Regions from separate parts of the Sus scrofa genome. Here regions 1 and 2 are each linked to region 3. Evidence: chromatin contacts called from public HiChIP or PLAC-seq data. All regions are on one chromosome and are shown on one strand. Each heading gives the region's core, a stretch centred on a gene start, on an enhancer-like site or on the middle of the called end of the contact. The rest is flanking DNA. Distances are from core to core; before and after follow the strand shown. Region 1 holds the start of JADE2 (protein Jade-2). Region 2 overlaps CDKL3 (cyclin-dependent kinase-like 3). Region 3 holds the start of UBE2B (ubiquitin conjugating enzyme E2 B).

Region 1 (2,700 bases), core at 55-2,554, 33 kb after region 3:
CATTTGCCTAATCTCCCATTAACCAGAATTTCCTAGAGACACCTGGAAAGCGGAGGAAAGGGAGGGATGCACGTGGCATTGCTTCCCCAAATCCCATTCTAATAACTGCCCAAGTCTGAAAGCAAAACCAAGTGGCTTAGGGCTGGAGGGGCCACGACACGAGGCAGCCATAAGGAGCAAGGAAACCAGGACTAAGCCAAGTCATCTTACCCTAACACAATATCAGGAAACGCTAAAAGGATGTGGGAGGCCCAAGATTTGCCACCTTTTGCATGGAGTGGCAAAGGGAGTGCCATTTCAGGCATTTCAAAACCAGACCCTTGAAGGCATTTGTTATTTTCATAAAAGGAAAGGCAGAGACACAAAGGCTGGCTCTTGCTATGGGGTCCAGCAGACCAGGGAATGAGGAAAAACCAAAGGCCAAATATTATCTCTTGCCATAAGTGGTAAAATCCACCAACCCTGCCAGAAGCCAGGTAGCCCTAGGTGTGTCTCTTCCCCTCTCTCACCTTTTTATGTAAATTGGGGGGGTGTGGGGGGGTCTCAGCCATTGTCCCTGCACGTTTGCCAGGAGGAAAGGAATGAATGAACTTAAAGTGCACTCCGCAAAGGTGATGGTTTGAAGTAATAATACAAACACCAACAGCAATTTGAACGCCTAGCATGTTACTGAGCTCTTGCTAGATGACAGCCTATGCGAGGTGCTGTTCATCTTTTAATACTGTAGTCATCACAACTCATTTTCCAGGTGAAACTGAAGCTCAACGAGGTTAAGTAGCTTTGCAAGGGGCGGGCTAGGGTAGGACACCAGCCAGAGGCCTGGCTAGTGCCACTGGAGGCTGGGGGCACCGTCAGCCCTGGGGAAGGACTGGGGTCGGGACGGGGTCAGCTAGCCGGTGGGGGTCCGCACCTGCAACCCAGGAAGAGGTGATTAGCCCAGACCATGGAAAGGGACAGCAGCTGGTCCAGGCGGCCGCCGCCGTCGGGCGGGTCGCGGTAGTCGGGCAGGTGGCGCAGGATGAATTCCATGCGAGCCTTCCATTGCTTCTCGCTCTCCGAGTAGGAGCGAAACTGCTCCGCGAAGTCGGTCGCCTGCCGCACTCCCGAGACCAGCTCCTCCACGGCGGCGGCCGCCTCGCCACCCACCATGCCGCCCTGCGCCGCGGAGGGCCAGCCCTCCCCCGCCGCCTTCCCGACACGCACCGCGCCACCTCCCTGCGCCTAGAGGGGCCCCGGCGGCGCGCGACTGCTCGGGAGGACGGGCCTGGAGCGCCCTCGCTGGGCGCGGCGGCCAACCCCGCCGGGCCCTGCAGACTCCCGCGGCCCGCAGTCCCGGGCGTGGGTCTCCCCGGAGGCCGCAGGGGCAGTTCTCGGCCAGCCCCGCGGGCAACCAGCAGGGAAACGGAGGCTCCCGCCGAGCGCAGAGGAAGGGCGGCCCTCTCCCATTCGGAGCTGGAGGCCGGCCAGGGATGTCCAGCGTCCTTGCCCGGGGAGTTCCCCGGGCTCCGGCCCAAAGTCCAGTGTCCTCGGTTCTGAGCACTTGTTTACGTAGAGATGCTCTGTGTTAGCTTCTGATTGATTCCCAGAGGTCTCGACACCCCCACCCAGTGTGTGGCCTGCCTTCCTGGAGTGAGTCACCCATCCAGCTGAATACCTGCTAGACCCTTTGCTAGGTGCTGGGGATGCAATGAGAGCCAACTCCGAGCGTTGTTCTAATGAACTTTATCGTCTGCTGGCGGAGACAGACATTGTTAGTGATACTAATTGCTCAAGGGAAATTTTTCAACGTTGACAAATTTTAGTAAAGAGAGGCCCAGAGGGCTAGGAGCATGAATAAGCCAGAGATGTGATCCAGTCCCGTGGGTCAGGGAAATGACTGCTGGAGAGCTGAGGGATGAGCAGGAATTAACTAGACTAAGACGAGCAGGGCACCTCAAGAAAGCTTAGTCTGGTAAGAGAACGGCAAGATCTTTATGACAAATCCTAGAGTGGGGGGAACAGTGGAGGGGATGAAGCTGCAAAGAGCAGTAAGGGCAGGTCATGGAAGGGCTTGTGATCTAGATCCTAAAAGGAATGGGGAGCCACTGAAGGATTTTAAACAGGTGTTTCCAAAAGGAGCCAAAATGGATGTGTCCAGAGGAGATGAGCAGGTGAGCTGGCCTGACTCTGTTTTCTGTTCTACAGTCAGGTGAACCCGCTGAGAGACAGAAGAGCTTCTTCCTCATCAAAGGTAAATTTCCATCCCATTCAAGTACAGTAACTGGGAAACCACTTGAGCCGCCATCAGCCTTGAGAAATTATTGACCTGACGGGCTTCCCATCATCCCCCATGAAATGTAGGGTGAAATGCAGAGCTGGGCCTAGAATCCAGGATCAGGGCTCCAGTGTGTTTAGGGCCTACATTGTGAGTGGGGCGTAGGGGTAGAGCTCCTGTGTGTTGTGTGCTGGCTCTGCAGCTTCTGGTGGGACATCAGAGACTCCAGCAGGCAGACAACCTATACTGAATAGAAATACCGGGCAGTCTTTTGAGTAGAGTGTGCCAGCAGAACTAGCACCAGGCTTAGTGACATCCCACTTGGTTAACCATAGGCAGGCATCTCCAGCAGCAAGAATGTGAACAGGGCTGTGAAACCAAAGACAGACTTAGCTTTTCCATATCAATCAGGAATAGGTGCCCAGAGCTGGAACTCCCAAAATGGA
Region 2 (2,700 bases), core at 89-2,588, 58 kb before region 3:
AACCATCAGGGAATGCCCTTCAGCTTTTTAATTTTTGATCCTATTCATTCTGACTTTGGACAAATGGCTTCAGTTCATTTTATGAATAACTTATGTTTCTATCTACAAAATGATATGCTCTGAGGAGTTCCCAATGGGGCTCAGCAGGTTAAGAACCTGACATAGCTGACAAGAGGATGAGGGGTCGATCTCTGGCCTCACTCAGTGAGTTAAGGCATTGCCACAAGCCACAGTGTAGGTCTCAGATGTGGCTCAGATGTGGTGCTGCTGTGGCTATGGTGTAGGCCTGGAGCTGCAGCTGCCATTTGACCCCTGGCCCGGGGAATTTCCATATGCCGCAGGTGCAGTCAAAAAAAGAAAAAAACAAAAAACAAAAACGACGTGCTCTGGACACTAGGAAAACCCAAAGGGAAAAATTACTTGTGAGCCCAGCATTCTGGAAAAACTTTTGTGTTACCTGTTTTTGCTCATTTAACCAGAGGTGACAGAAACTTTCCTAGGTTAATGAACACTTTCACAACCCAATGTGTAGTACCCACTGTGTGGATATATTCTTAACGGAGATAACCCGTCACTTGCTCTTGGATGGATTTGTGTTGTTTTCAAGACTTTATTATTGCAAATAACACTTTCATTTTTTTTTTTTTTTTTCTTTTTAGGGCTGCACTAGCGGCACGTGGAGGTTCCCAGGCTAGGGAGTCTCATCAGAGCTATAGCTGCCGGCCTACGCCACAGCCACAGCCACAGCAATGCGGCATCTGAGCCGCATCTTCAACCTACACCACAGCCCATAGCAATGCTGGATCCTTAACCCACTGAGCGAGGCCAGGGATCGAACCCACAACCTCATGGTTCCTGGTTGGATTCGTTTCCGCTGTGCCACGATGGGAACTCCAACACTGTTTCGATTTTTAATTAACCTATTTTCCTATGTGAAAAAAAAGGAAATGGACTACATCGATTATTTTTTCCTTTTTTTTTTGGCCACACCTGCAGCATATGGAAGTGCCTGGGCCAGGGATCATGCTCATATCACGGCTGCAGCCCAAGCCATAGCAGTGACAATGCTGGATCCTGGCAGAGAAGTCACTACATTGATTATTTTATCTAGTGAGAAGTAAGAGGTATCTATTTGGCAACTGCTTTTTTTTTGGGGGGGGTAAGTTATTGAAAGCATAGATTCACAATGTAATAATTTCTGCTGTATAACAAAGATTCAGTGGCAATTTCTTTAATGTATAAAGATATTAAAATCATTTTTGGGAAGTAAAAAACCAGAAAGTCTTGTGACTCTTTTTTTTTTTTTTTGGCCACACCCACAGCATGTGGAAGATCCCGGAGCTGCGTCACAGCAGTGACCCAAGCTGCTGCAGTGACTATGTTGGATCCTTAACCTGCTGTACCACAAGAGAACTCCAAAAGTCCTGTGACTTTTAAAGGTAAAACCTTAACTTTTTCCCCCAAAATCACACATTAAAGATTCAAAGCAAGTTATAAGAAACTAATTAAAATTATGAAATCACTAAGGAATAGATACTTTAAAAAAATCACTAAGGAAATGCTGACGTATTTTTTTTACCTCAGAGGGAAAATAAACTAATAGCAAAATTTTTTAGGAGTTCCCGTCGTGGCGCAGTGGTTAACGAATCCGACTAGGAACCATGAGGTTGGGGCTTCGGTCCCTGCCCTTGCTTAGTGGGTTGACGATCCGGCGTTGCCGTGAGCTGTGGTGTGGGTTGCAGACGCGGCTCGGATCCTGCATTGTTGTGGCTCTGGCGTAGGCTGGCAGCTACAGTTCCGATTGGACCCCTAGCCTGGGAACCTCCATATGCCTCGAGAGCGGCCCAAGAAATGGCAAAAAGACAAAAAAAAAAAAAAAAAAAAAAAAAAAAAAAAGGAAAAAATTTTAAAATGTTAGGAAACAAAAGATTTTTAAAAAGTTAGAGCCCCATAGATAGAGAAAAGGACAAGAAGTGAGGGTGGGGTCGGGGATAATGTTGAGAGTATATTTTAATGATAAGCTTCTTGCCTTACTTGAGAGGGACCTGTATTCTCATGCTTGCTATTAGACATAACTTGTCCAACAAATTGTGAAGAAGTACGCCTCTTTTTTGCTCTTTCACTTAACCTATTATTCAAAAACAAATAAGAAGTTATTAGAACTCCCCGGAAGTGCTTCTGCTTTAGCTTCAATAATGGTAAGTTATTCCACAATAGTCTACTGTTGGAGCAATGAGCGCCGAAATGCAATGGTCAGTCTTTCAGCACTAATGGCTCTAAGTTAAAGAGGTGAAAACAGAGCAGAGCACACTCATTCATGGCTAACATCTGCGGTGACAACCATGTTGGAGGGTTACTCCAGCTGGCCTGCTTGGTCCCTTCTGTCTGTTCTGAACCTGGATTTCTTCACTACGGTTCATGAATTTCTGAGCTCTCTGACCAAGGCTAGTTTATAACTGTGGTTACTGTGATCATGGTTTGGTTCAGTCCAGAAAGACTGTCCACTTGCTGTCTATAGCCTGTTGCACCTTTGGACTGAGACAGACATGTCCCCTTGCCACCTCGAGAGACCACTAAGCTTCACAGCTTATAACCCACACCAGTCTGCTAGGACTGGCTTAGGATATCAAACCTAACCTCCTTCCCCATGGAGAGTCATAGTTTCCTTAAATTTAGAACTAACCCTGATGCCTTGCTAGA
Region 3 (2,700 bases), core at 16-2,515:
CAGGCCACGTACTTGCTACACTAAAAAAACGTGAAATAAGTTACCCAGTCTCTAGATACAATCTCCCATCCATGTCTGCAGTATCCCCCAGATCTGATCATACTTTTAGATTTCTTTGACACCAACTACAAATGGATAAACTCTTGAGATCAAATCCCTACATTTCTTGACAAATAAAACCATACTCCATGTTAGCTAAATCCATGGACTGTGACACAAATCCTCACATGAGAGCACACCCATAAAGGAAAACAAAATTCTGTAATTCCACAGTGATTATAAACCAACATTAGACAATCTGTACACTATTTTTTTTTTTTTGACCACCCCTGCGGCACGCCAAGGTCCGGAGCCACAGCAATGAGAGTGCTGAGTCCTTAACCACTCCACCACCCGGGAAACCCTGTACACCCGTTCTTTTATCTCTGCCCAGAATTTCCAATCCTGGAAACCCACTGCAGTGTATATGCAGACTATTTTGGTGGTCCTAAGGAAGCATTTCAAGGGATTTTACTTGCTAGGAGCCTGAGCATTCAACAATGAGAAAAAAGGAGGTCCCTTCACTCTTCCCCCACATACCATATTTGATAAGCCATTGAATCAACCAGTGGGGATATCCAAATTATTTGGGGCTCTGTTTTAGAGAGTTAAGAAACACAACAAACTAGTGCTTCCGACACATCATTGATTGCTGTTAATGAGAGAAACCAGAGACATAAGTAATAAAGGTGTATATCCACCCTGAGCCCCGTCAATTTAACCACCCGGTTCAAAAACCTGGCTAAAACTCAGATCCCGGCGACGCTCTCACGTGACCCGTTCTAATCACGTCATAGGGACACGTGGTTCTAGATACTTCGTCCCCTCCCCCTCAGGGGTGGATTGTTGACAACGCCGCCGGTAGTCACGTGATCTTGCGTCATCCCACCTCCTTTCCCTGAAATCTCTGGTCCCGGATACGTCCCTCTCTCCCCACCCGGTCGAGCCTAAGCTAGTGAAAGAGGGGGATACGAGTTGGTGTTTCGGTTTCAGTATCTCCTGATCTACAATCTCCAGTCGGAGCACAGAGCACAATAACTGGTCGACTAGTTAAGGAAACCAAAATGGATAGGGTCCCTACTGAAGGGCTCCCATAAAGAGCTCTCCTACCTCCCACCCCTTTCTCCCCAACCCCTCACTTCATGGTACCGGCGGAGGGCGGAGGGATCTGGAGGCGGCGGAGGGAGACGTCATTGCAGGGTTGTTTGTGCAGCCTCGGCGGCGGCGGTGACCCACAGTGATTCGGCCGCCGCGCCGGGGGGTGGGGGGGCTGTGCGGGACTCTTTTCTTTCGGACTGACCGCGGGGCAGCTGGGGAGCATGTCGACCCCGGCCCGGAGGAGACTTATGCGAGATTTCAAGCGGTAAGGGCCTTCATCTTCACCGGATGACGGCTCCTCCCCAAGCTGCGGGGTTGCAGGGCGGGGATCCGGGACACCTTCCCCTCATGACCCTAAGAGGGCCGCTGTGGGCCCTCCGGGATTGACGGAAGCCCAGTCCTAGCCCCTGTTCGCAGTCCGTCAGCCTTGCTTGTTCACTCCTTCGACGTAAGAAATTTCGATATCCCCTCACCACTCCCCTCCCCCCGGAAGAAGTAAGAAGATGGCTTTGGCTGTCCTAGGATTCCTTGTTGTCCACTTGGGCCAGTTGCCTGATGCCTCACCCTGGCGTCCAAACCTCATCACCCACTGCTGCACTTTGTGGTGCCCCCTCACTGCCCTAAAAGCGAGCGCTTGAGAAACCTTTCCCCCGGTAGCTGCACTAGTTGGCTTTGTTGGATGAGCCTGCGGTCTCCTCCGAGGGCCAGGGTTGGGGCGACCACCTTGCCCCCCCACCCCCCCACCCCCGCCACACGCTCACGCAGACACACACACCCCCTGCCATTCTTCAGCGAGGGTGGGATCTGATGCGCGAGGGCCGGAGGTTGTTATCCCGTCCTCTGAAACCCGACTCTTCCCCGCTCGCCTGAAAAGACCTTGAGAACTGGCGTAGAGACCTGGGACTCAGGGCTGGCAACGGCGGCTGCCAGTGCCTTCTGGAACTCAGCTCTGTGGCCTGGTGTATAAAGCCCTATCTATAGCCTCAAAGTCTGGAAAAATGCCTTCCTTGAGTCTGGCGCTAACCTGATACTCCCTGGGCCTCCTTTTGTAAAACAGGGTTGTGTAAGGAGGTGTTGGCATGAGTGAGGAGGAAGTGACTTCAGTTTTGTTGCCTTTAATTCAATACCTGGAGGTAGGGGGAGAAAAAGAGAAGACTTAGCATTGCCCTCCTCTGCACATTTTTAAGTGGGTTTCTGGGAGACCCACCCCGATCGAGACAAAATATTTAGTGTAAAAACTTAGTCATTCAGGAAGTAACCTCTCAACCATTGTAAACCCTTAGGTGAGGCCCTTGGAAGCCATTGTTTGGGGCTTTGGCCAGTTTATCATTGAATGTATTTGTAATTTAGCCTTTATCTTTAGTGGACGGCTCTCAGGCAGCATATCCATGGTCATCTGTATTCTGCTTGAGGTTGACTAAAAAGAGCCATTTGGGGGGAAACTAATTTCAAGTATCATATTACATGGCAGTCGCTATGTATACATAAAATGTAGCATTTATTTCTTTATTGAGATGAAAGTCTAGAAGGAGGTGCTCTCTTTGGTGCAAATCTAGTCTTCTC

What was found. HiChIP or PLAC-seq counts read pairs in DNA pulled down with a chosen protein or histone mark.
Region 1: an H3K27ac HiChIP or PLAC-seq map of skeletal muscle shows a contact between it and region 3. The contact joins the promoter of JADE2 here to the promoter of UBE2B in region 3. A contact is called at or near these places in 1 of 5 promoter capture datasets (liver), 6 of 47 Hi-C or Micro-C datasets (embryonic fibroblasts, epiblast stem cells, heart right ventricle and 1 more) and 2 of 2 datasets of contacts at active chromatin or transcription factors (alveolar macrophages and skeletal muscle).
Region 2: an H3K27ac HiChIP or PLAC-seq map of alveolar macrophages shows a contact between it and region 3. The contact joins the enhancer-like site here to the promoter of UBE2B in region 3. A contact is called at or near these places in 6 of 47 Hi-C or Micro-C datasets (blood, embryonic fibroblasts, epiblast stem cells and 2 more) and 1 of 2 datasets of contacts at active chromatin or transcription factors (alveolar macrophages).

Annotation. Positions count from the first base shown.
Region 1 is chr2:136,684,752-136,687,451 of Sscrofa11.1, forward strand. It overlaps JADE2 (protein Jade-2), which reads left to right and starts at 1,305. Exons shown (of 19, transcript XM_021084773.1): 1 at 1,305-1,629; 2 at 2,185-2,230. CDKN2AIPNL (CDKN2A interacting protein N-terminal like) reads right to left here and starts at 1,150. Exons shown (of 3, transcript NM_001244537.1): 1 at 911-1,150. The coding sequence starts at 1,149.
Region 2 is chr2:136,593,038-136,595,737 of Sscrofa11.1, forward strand. It overlaps CDKL3 (cyclin-dependent kinase-like 3), which reads right to left. Exons shown (of 13, transcript XM_021084762.1): 10 at 2,035-2,128. Among named protein-coding and RNA genes, the nearest start is that of CDKL3, 54 kb to the right of the region's middle. Within about 2 kb of position 1,339, at least 3 of the 83 cell types and tissues checked have an H3K27ac peak or open chromatin away from gene starts, as enhancers often do. A contact at or near this core is called in alveolar macrophages, where this site is marked.
Region 3 is chr2:136,651,550-136,654,249 of Sscrofa11.1, forward strand. UBE2B (ubiquitin conjugating enzyme E2 B) reads left to right here and starts at 1,266. Exons shown (of 6, transcript NM_001257356.1): 1 at 1,266-1,402. The coding sequence starts at 1,359.